2 separate regions of the Zea mays genome follow, and region 2 is linked to region 1. The links are chromatin contacts, called in public Hi-C maps. All regions are on one chromosome and are shown on one strand. The core of a region is the stretch at or near the end of the contact, and the rest is flanking DNA. Distances in the headings are between cores, read along the strand shown. Region 1 holds the start of LOC100196928 (heat shock protein HSP82). Region 2 has its middle 110 kb from the start of LOC103641418.

Region 1 (4,104 bases), core at 823-3,322:
CGCTCATGCTGCTGTCCCGTAGTGCCTGCGCCTTCATGATCCGTTCCATGTTGGCGGTCCACCCGTACTCGCCCGTCACCAGGCAGCACGGCGAGTCGACGATGCGGTCCGACACCACCACCTTCTCGACGCGGTCGCCCAGGATGTCCTTGATCACCTTGCACAGCTCCTCGAACCGCTTCTTGCGCTCCTCCCGCCGCTTCTTGGCCTCCTCGTCGTCCTCGTCGTCCAGCTTCAGGCCCTCCTTGGTTGCCGACACCAGCTTCTTGCCGTCGTACTCCTTAAGCTGCCCCACGGCGTACTCGTCGATGGCGTCCACCATGAACAGCACCTCGTAGCCCTTCTTCTTGAGACGCTCCAGGAACGGCGAGTTCTCCACGGCCTTCCTGCTCTCGCCGGTGATGTAGTAGATGTCCTTCTGCCCCTCCTTCATGCGCGTCACGTAGTCCTTGAGGCTCGTCGTCTCGTCGCCGCTCTTGGTGGAGTGGTAGCGCAGGAGGTCGGCGAGCTTGGCGCGGTTCTGCGAGTCCTCGTGGATGCCCAGCTTGATGTTCTTGGAGAAGGCGTCGTAGAACTTGGCGTAGTCGTCCTTGTTCTCCGCGATCTCGAAGAACATCTCGATGCACTTCTTGACCAGGTTCTTGCGGATGACCTTGAGGATCTTGTTCTGCTGCAGCGTCTCGCGGGAGATGTTGAGCGGCAGGTCATCCGAGTCCACCACGCCCTTCACGAAGCCCAGCCACTCCGGGATGAGCTCCTCGCAGTTGTCCATGATGAAGACGCGGCGGACGTAGAGCTTGATGTTGTTGAGCTTCTTGCGCGTGTCGAACAGGTCGAAGGGCGCGCGGCGGGGCACGAACAGGATGGCCTTGAACTCCAGCTGCCCCTCCACCGAGAAGTGCTTCACGGCGAGGTGGTCCTCCCAGTCGTTGGTCAGAGACTTGTAGAAGGAGGCGTACTCCTCGCGCGTGATCTCCTCGGGCTTGCGGAGCCAGATGGGCTTCTGCTTGTTGATCTGCACCCACTCGTGGCTCACCTCCTTCACCTTCTTCTTCTTTTTGCTCTTATCCTTGGCGTCCTTGTCCTCGTCGTCCACCTCCTCGACGTCGCCCTCCTCCTCCTTCTTGTTGTCCTCCTCCTCGTCGTCACTGATCTCCTTCTCGGTGGTCTTCTCCGTCCACAGGTAGATGGGGTAGCTGATGAACTCCGAGTGCTTCTTGACGAGGTCCTTGAGGCGGCGCTCCTCCAGGTACTCGAGCTGGTCGTCCTTGAGGAAGAGCGTGATCTTGGTGCCCCGGCCGAGTCGCTCCCCCGTGGTGTCATGCGTGACGGTGAAGGACCCGCCGGCCTGGGACTCCCACACGTACTGCTCGTCGTCGTTGTGCTTGGTGGTGACCATGACCCTGTCCGCGACGAGGTAGGCGGAGTAGAAGCCGACGCCGAACTGGCCGATCATCGACACGTCGGTGGCGCCCGCGGCAAGCGCCTCCATGAACTCCTTGGTGCCCGACCGCGCGATGGTGCCGAGGTTGTTGACCAGGTCGGACTTGGTCATGCCCACGCCGGAGTCGATGATGGACAGCGTCTTGCTGGCCTTGTCCGGGACGAGCCGGATGAAGAGCTCCGGCTGCGCGTCCAGCTTCGACTTGTCCGTCAGGCTCTCGAAGCGGATCTTGTCAAGCGCCTGCAATGGAATGCCATTGCCATTGTCACGGATTAGCTTGTTGTTGGTGTAATGTAAAGCAGAGCATTTCAAGTGTCGAAAATGAAATGAGAACAGAGGATGGCTTGATCGGGAAGGAAGAGCTTACATCCGATGCGTTGGAGATGAGCTCTCTGAGGAAGATCTCCTTGTTCGAGTAGAAGGTGTTGATGATGAGGGAGAGCAGCTGGTTGATCTCGGCCTGGAATGCGAAGGTCTCCGTCTCCGCACCGCCAGCCATGTGCACGTCCGCAGACGCCATTACCCTGCTTGTTGTTGTCGGAGAATCGAATGCTTAGTTGTCGCGGATAGATTTGCTGAAAGAGAGAGAGAGGTGATGGATCGATCACTCAATTGTTGCTTGGTTTCGTGTCACGCCGATGGACAGGCCGGACGAACAGGTGGCTTTGCTTTATACAAACGCGGTTGATCGCAGGGAGAGTTCGCAGGTGTTCCAGTGTGTTCGCAAGCTTTCCTGCCCTACTCTGTTTCGCGTACTCCCGGCTGTTCCAGAGCCTTCACCTCTCTGTCTTGGTGTTGGACTGTTGGGCGTGTGGCGGTGGGACGGCCGGAAGCTTCCGCGGTCTTCTGGTTTCTTCAGATGGATGGAAGGGGGAGCCGAACGCAACGGATCAAACTGAGACTAGTGGCCCAGTTCGTTCGAATCTTCCAACTGATTATGCTCGTGTATGGGCCGGATTCCCATTTCAGCTGAATATACTCATGGGCTGAATTGGATAAAACTTATTTTCTCTATTTTAAATTGAAAAATCTTTAAAAAGTCAACATATTCTAAATTTAACTAAAAATATTAAAATATATAAAACCTATAGCATTAAATAGATACACTATAAACTTTAGAATTTAATATTATTTATCTAGTATTTTAAATATTGTTCTTGTCGTCATGAGAAACATACGGGCGATCGTTATACGTGGATCCTGGAGATATGTTTTTGTTGCGATCGTCTCTCTTGAACGCTGCTTTGACCACCTCTGAGTGCTAGAGGTGGTCATGTTCCATGCGTGTCACCTGACTTGACTTATCAACCTGAGGGAGATGCACAACAACAAATAAAACATCCAATTTCAGTCTAATCGCGTTGATCGGCCCATGCTGGTTGCATTGGTCGCCTCTTGTCATATTTTTTGAGTAGGTTGAAAATAAGTAAATAAAGGTGCATCAAAAGCAACCAAAAAATAAATCTACCTAAAGCATAGTTTAGAACATTATCATTAGTCCTAAATCAACACATGTCATGTGTATGACCAAAGGTGCAGAAACGGACCAGAGAGCCACAAGGACTACCATAAACTAAACCACGGGCCAGATAAATGGTGAGCCATTCATAGAAACATCCTAAATTCGATGTACGGTGCGTATCATACCAACGATCCTATGAATATTCGTAACCACGAGCTGAATCATACACATGAACAAGTACCAGAACTTTCAAAGAAGTCTACCCCGAATAAAAAACACAACTGAGACATGTAAGGTGTCACACCCGGTTTTACAAGTTAAACCGAATACGAATCATGTACGTGACAGGATCAGAATTCACGTACACGACAATTACATAAATGACTCATAATCACACAATGCTTTAAGTAATCATAAAGAACAAGTAATATTATTACAGACCGAAGTCATTAATATCATATAGATCAAAGTGCATATAATAAAAGCATAGCTGTCACACCCGGATTTAAGGGGCAAACCCAGGAGCGAATCAAATGTGTGTTGGGATCAAATCTCATACATATGATGACTCATGTTATAGAAACGAATGTCACGTATTTAATATATAATGGAGTTATGTACAAAATATTTAAACAATTACATCATACGAAGACAACGAGCAATCATAGTTGACTGGGAGACAACAGCCTAGACTTCTCACGAACTCATCGCGACATCCTTCACGCTCCTCATCTTGCGTACCTGCTCTTGACCTAGGGGGATGTGAGTACAATAAGGGTGAGCTCACATACATTCACCGCTCAATAAGTTGTGGGAATAATGTGCATGAGCTCACTTACAGTGGGGCTCATGTGAAGTGTAAGGCTCTTAAAGGAGATGGTTAAAGCTGAGCATTGCTTTTAAAGTTGGTCAAAATTTTATTAACAGTTACTAAGTGTAAGTAGATACCAACCCAATTAAATAAGAGATCACAATTAATAATAACACCCACAATGCATGCAAATGACAGATTGAATTTAGTTCTATAAATTAATCATGCGAGAGTCGTGACCCGCTCTTGACCGTGAACACGGCTGATATACCAGTTTTACACTTTGCAGAGGTTGCACCCTTTACCCACAAGTCGTGTTACCCATTTGCCAAGGGATCGCGACTTTCCATTCATCTCTACCGAGGAGACAAGCCAGGGTAGCACTAT
Region 2 (4,104 bases), core at 478-2,977, 150 kb before region 1:
GCAACGCGTAAATAAAATTGTCACTTGGTTATGATTAGTTCGGTACTCGATTAACCGTCGTTACACTACGCACTTTAATTATCATACACGATTCTAGGTGGATCAAAATGTCATCGCGCAGCCAAGTGCACGACACACAAAAACGGTGTGCGCGCTATGCACGAAACGACGTATGACCCAAGCGAAATTTAAAGCGTTACGTCAAGCACAAAATGGCAAACGTCGAGCGCGAAGCGCGCCGAGGGCAGACGCGCACTAGGGCTGCGCGCCGAGGCCGCATCAGGGCGGCTGGCCGCGCACCACGAGTCACGCCGGGCTGAGGGCCACACGTCAGGACAGGGGGCCAAGGCAGGGCCGTGCTGGGGGCCAGGGGCGCGTCGGGGAGGGGCCGCGCTGGGACGGAGTGCTGCACCGGGGAGGGCGCGCCGGGGGGGGGGGGGGGGGGGGCTGTCGGGCAGGTGTAAAGCCCAAATTTGTATCAGAGAAAAATAATGATATAAATACATAAATATATTTGTGTGTTAGTGTTTTGGGGATTTTTGGAACCCTTGCAGATTAATTGGTTTCCTCCCTTTGTGCATATTCAATAATGGAATCAAATTAGTCAAGTAACCAATAAATTAATAAAGAAATGTGTATCTCATGCTGATGTTTTTGAGTGGTGCATTTAATCTAAAAGAGGAACCCTAGTTTGAATTTGAATTCAAATTATGAATCTAAGTGAAAAAACAAAACAGAAAATATAAAAGAAAAGAAAAAAATGGAGCTTCCTGCGCCTAGGCCGAATTATTGACTCCTCGGCCCAGATAATTGCACTACTCAGCCCATGGCGGGGCCCACGGGTGAGTCATAGCTGCGCCACGCTCGGGTCTCACAGCCGCTGGCGGGTGGGTCCGGGAGGTCTTCTCCCTCCCTCTCAACGAGCGCACCATGCATGGCGGGGTCACGTCGATGTCGCGCGGTTCGTTAATACGCCCGAGCCTAATCCACGCCTATTTAGGAAGCCATGACCTGGATCCTCCCCTTCCTACTCCTTGCTGCTCCTCGCGACCACCACCGTAGAGGGACCTCGCGAGTTCGCCGGAGCAAAGATAGCGTGGGAGAGAGAGAAAGACCTCGGGTTGGTGCAGGGAAACCATGCCAACGACGCCGGGGTCTCTGTCGTGGGGGAGGAAAGGTTCGTTGTGCCCTACCGTGCCTCACCAGAGGTGTTCACCGGTTATCGGGTGTGCGCGGGTACCTGCGCAAGCCCATCGGAGGCGAAGGGAAGTGTAACGCTGTGAATCGGAACAGTCGCCGCCTCATCCATCGGTAAAACCTTGAGACCCAATCCACTTTATCTTCTGCATTACATATTTAAGGTTTTCAGTGGAGGAGGAACGCTAGGGAGGCGTAGGACCATGCGCTGCAATGGCACCGCCGTGCGGGAATTGGTGAGCTCTCGCCGCCGGCGTCGGGAGCTAGGGGGATCTCTGTGGACCGTTGATCCCTTGATCAAAGGCTAGGGCCAGACCTCTTGTAAACGGTTGATCCAAGAAATCTTCCCCTTTGATTAGTGGATGAGCCATCGATATTTAACCAAAGGGTGTCGCCGTGTGAACCGTAGATCTCGGGGTATGTGGGTGTGATTAGATCACTCGTATCATTTCGTTCGGATTGCTCAGGTGCGTCCGATCGGGATCAGATGGAATGGACTTACAATCGTACTTCATTAAATCGTGGTCGTAGATATGGGATCAGAGGGTCACGTGTGGATAGCGGTTCGCATATTGAGCCGACTTAATCTGGGATGCACATCTTTGATCCATCGGCCAGAAACAAAAGATACCCCTTCGCGGGCTACGTTTTGCATTAGAGTCCTCGATCTTTTAGGGAATAAACCCACCGTCCAGATTAGTTCAAAAGAAATTATGACTAGGTCCCTGTAAATTGTAATTTAGACCCTAGGTTCCCCTGTATTTATGGTCACAGCCCAGGGAGTGAATAAATGGAATAAAGTAATTCATAAAATAATTTTTAGTATAGAAATAATTCCAGAACCTTGTTTAATTTATAAGAAATTCATTTTAAATCCTTTTTTATTCATTCCAGTTGCATTAAATTCATATTAATGTTGTTTATCACATGGTAACCCTGTTTCATCATAAAATATAGGTTAGAATTATGCACTTAATTTATTCTATACTTAACATTTAAAACTTCGGAAAATCATAACTCTTTAATCGTAACTCTGAATTTAGTGATTCTCAAACCCACGATCTAATTACGATGCGTATAACATTATTATACAATATGTTTTCATGTTTGGTGTGATGTTAAAATCTCCTATACCATGTTTGTTTATATTGTTGCGATTAGACGAGCAAGCAACCGAGGATCCCGGTACTCATCAGGTGGAAAATACTGAGTAGGAGCTCGTTGAAGGCAAGTTTTGCCCTTGATCACTTTTCTTTACCCAATAATGTTCCTGTTAATCATTATGATATGCTAGGTTAATTTTGATGGGACCCAATAGGTCACCCTAGTTTGGTCATCTTTACACCTTGTTTACCACTGAACTTTTGGGTAGTATATGCTATTGCTTTATGTGGTTTTGGGTGTTAAGATACACATTATTCGTGATCATGCTTTTATTACAAATGAGTTTTGTACTATTCATGATAAGATCATTTTGTTAATTGGAACAGGGAGAACCACCTGGGAAAACAGTGCTACCACAAGGGTGGTATGGGACGCCCTTGGCTAACTAATTAGGAAAGCTAGTGGAGGACTACCTTACCCGATAGGGGCAAGGGCGGTAGGGGAGTTCTTGGTATAGGGAGGTTCTCAGGTTGATCTTGCTGAGATGGCATTTTAGACGGGGGATTTCTATATTGTGCTCCTTAGAAACCGTAGCGAGTTTTCTGAAGCTAATGGAACTTTGTAAAGGCCTCATAGTGTTACCCTGCCTTGCTTCCTTGGTAGATGTGTATGGGGCCCGTACAACCCCATGGCAGATGGGTAACATGACTTGTGGATAAAGATGTGCAACCTCTGCAGAGTGTAAAACTGGTATATCAGCCGTGCTCACGGTCATGAACGACTCAGACCCTCACATGAGTAACTTATGGAATTAAATTTAATTGGTCATTTGCATCGCATTGTGGTTTATTTATTAATTATGATATCTCATTATTTGGGTTGGTATTTACTTATACTTAGTAACTGCTAATAAAATTTGACCAACTTATTAAAAGCAATGCTCAACTTTAACCATTATTTGTTGATCAGCCTTACACTTCACATGAGCTCCCACCTTTGGTGAGTTCATGCACATTATTCCCCACAACTTGTTGAGCTATGATCTTTTGTGAGCTCACCCTTGCCATAAATAAAGCCCCCCAGTAGGAGGACTACTATGAGGAGTACGAGGAAGTCTAGGTGGCGTCTCCCAGTCAGCTTAATGGCGCCAAGAAATAATATTAGTTCGCTTATTCGTTATCATTTATTTTTGTAAGACACTTCCACAATTTAATAATATTTGTGACATTTATCTCTATATACTTAGTCATTATATGTATTTTCCTTCTTTGGCATACATTTGAGACGCACCTAGGTTTACCCCTTAAATCCGGGTGTGACAGCAGGGGCCGCGGGCGAGGGGGGGGGGCACGCCGGGCCGCTTCTCCTCTTCCTTCCTCTAATCATCCTCGTTTCTTTCTAATTAAATTCACTTACCGAATAGAATTCTAAATTAAATGGATGGACACCTATTCACGACATCAAACAAAAATAAATATGCTCCAGCATGATGCAACAATGATATCACCTTAGGGTTTTGCTTACACATAGCATGGACATAAATCTCTATATTACTTTGAAAATGGGAGAAAGGAGAAGAAAAGAAAGAGAGAAAGAAGGTAACACCTGAATTTGGTGAATATTGTAGAAGAAATTTTATACCCCCAAATTCAGGGCGTTACGATGAGTAATATATTTTACTCTTCTTGATTTGCATATTGTTTTATCATCTTATTGTCACATCCTTCATCTTCTCCCTTGAATTAACCATCAAAGAAGAATTAATTGAAGGGAGAGGCTTTCAATTTTAAAACAAGTGACCAA

What was found. Hi-C and Micro-C count contacts between places; a contact is called where the count stands out from the background.
Region 2: a Hi-C map of leaf shows a contact between it and region 1, with 5 times the contacts expected there. The contact joins the enhancer-like site here to the promoter of LOC100196928 in region 1.

The regions. Positions count from the first base shown.
Region 1 is chr10:95,651,262-95,655,365 of Zm-B73-REFERENCE-NAM-5.0, reverse strand. It overlaps LOC100196928 (heat shock protein HSP82), which reads right to left and starts at 2,072. Exons shown (of 2, transcript NM_001141944.3): 1 at 1,812-2,072; 2 at 1-1,684. The coding sequence starts at 1,964.
Region 2 is chr10:95,797,879-95,801,982 of Zm-B73-REFERENCE-NAM-5.0, reverse strand. No RefSeq gene overlaps it. Among protein-coding and RNA genes, the nearest start is that of LOC103641418, 110 kb to the right of the region's middle. Within about 2 kb of position 1,727, at least 17 of the 20 cell types and tissues checked have an H3K27ac peak or open chromatin away from gene starts, as enhancers often do. A contact at or near this core is called in leaf, where this site is marked.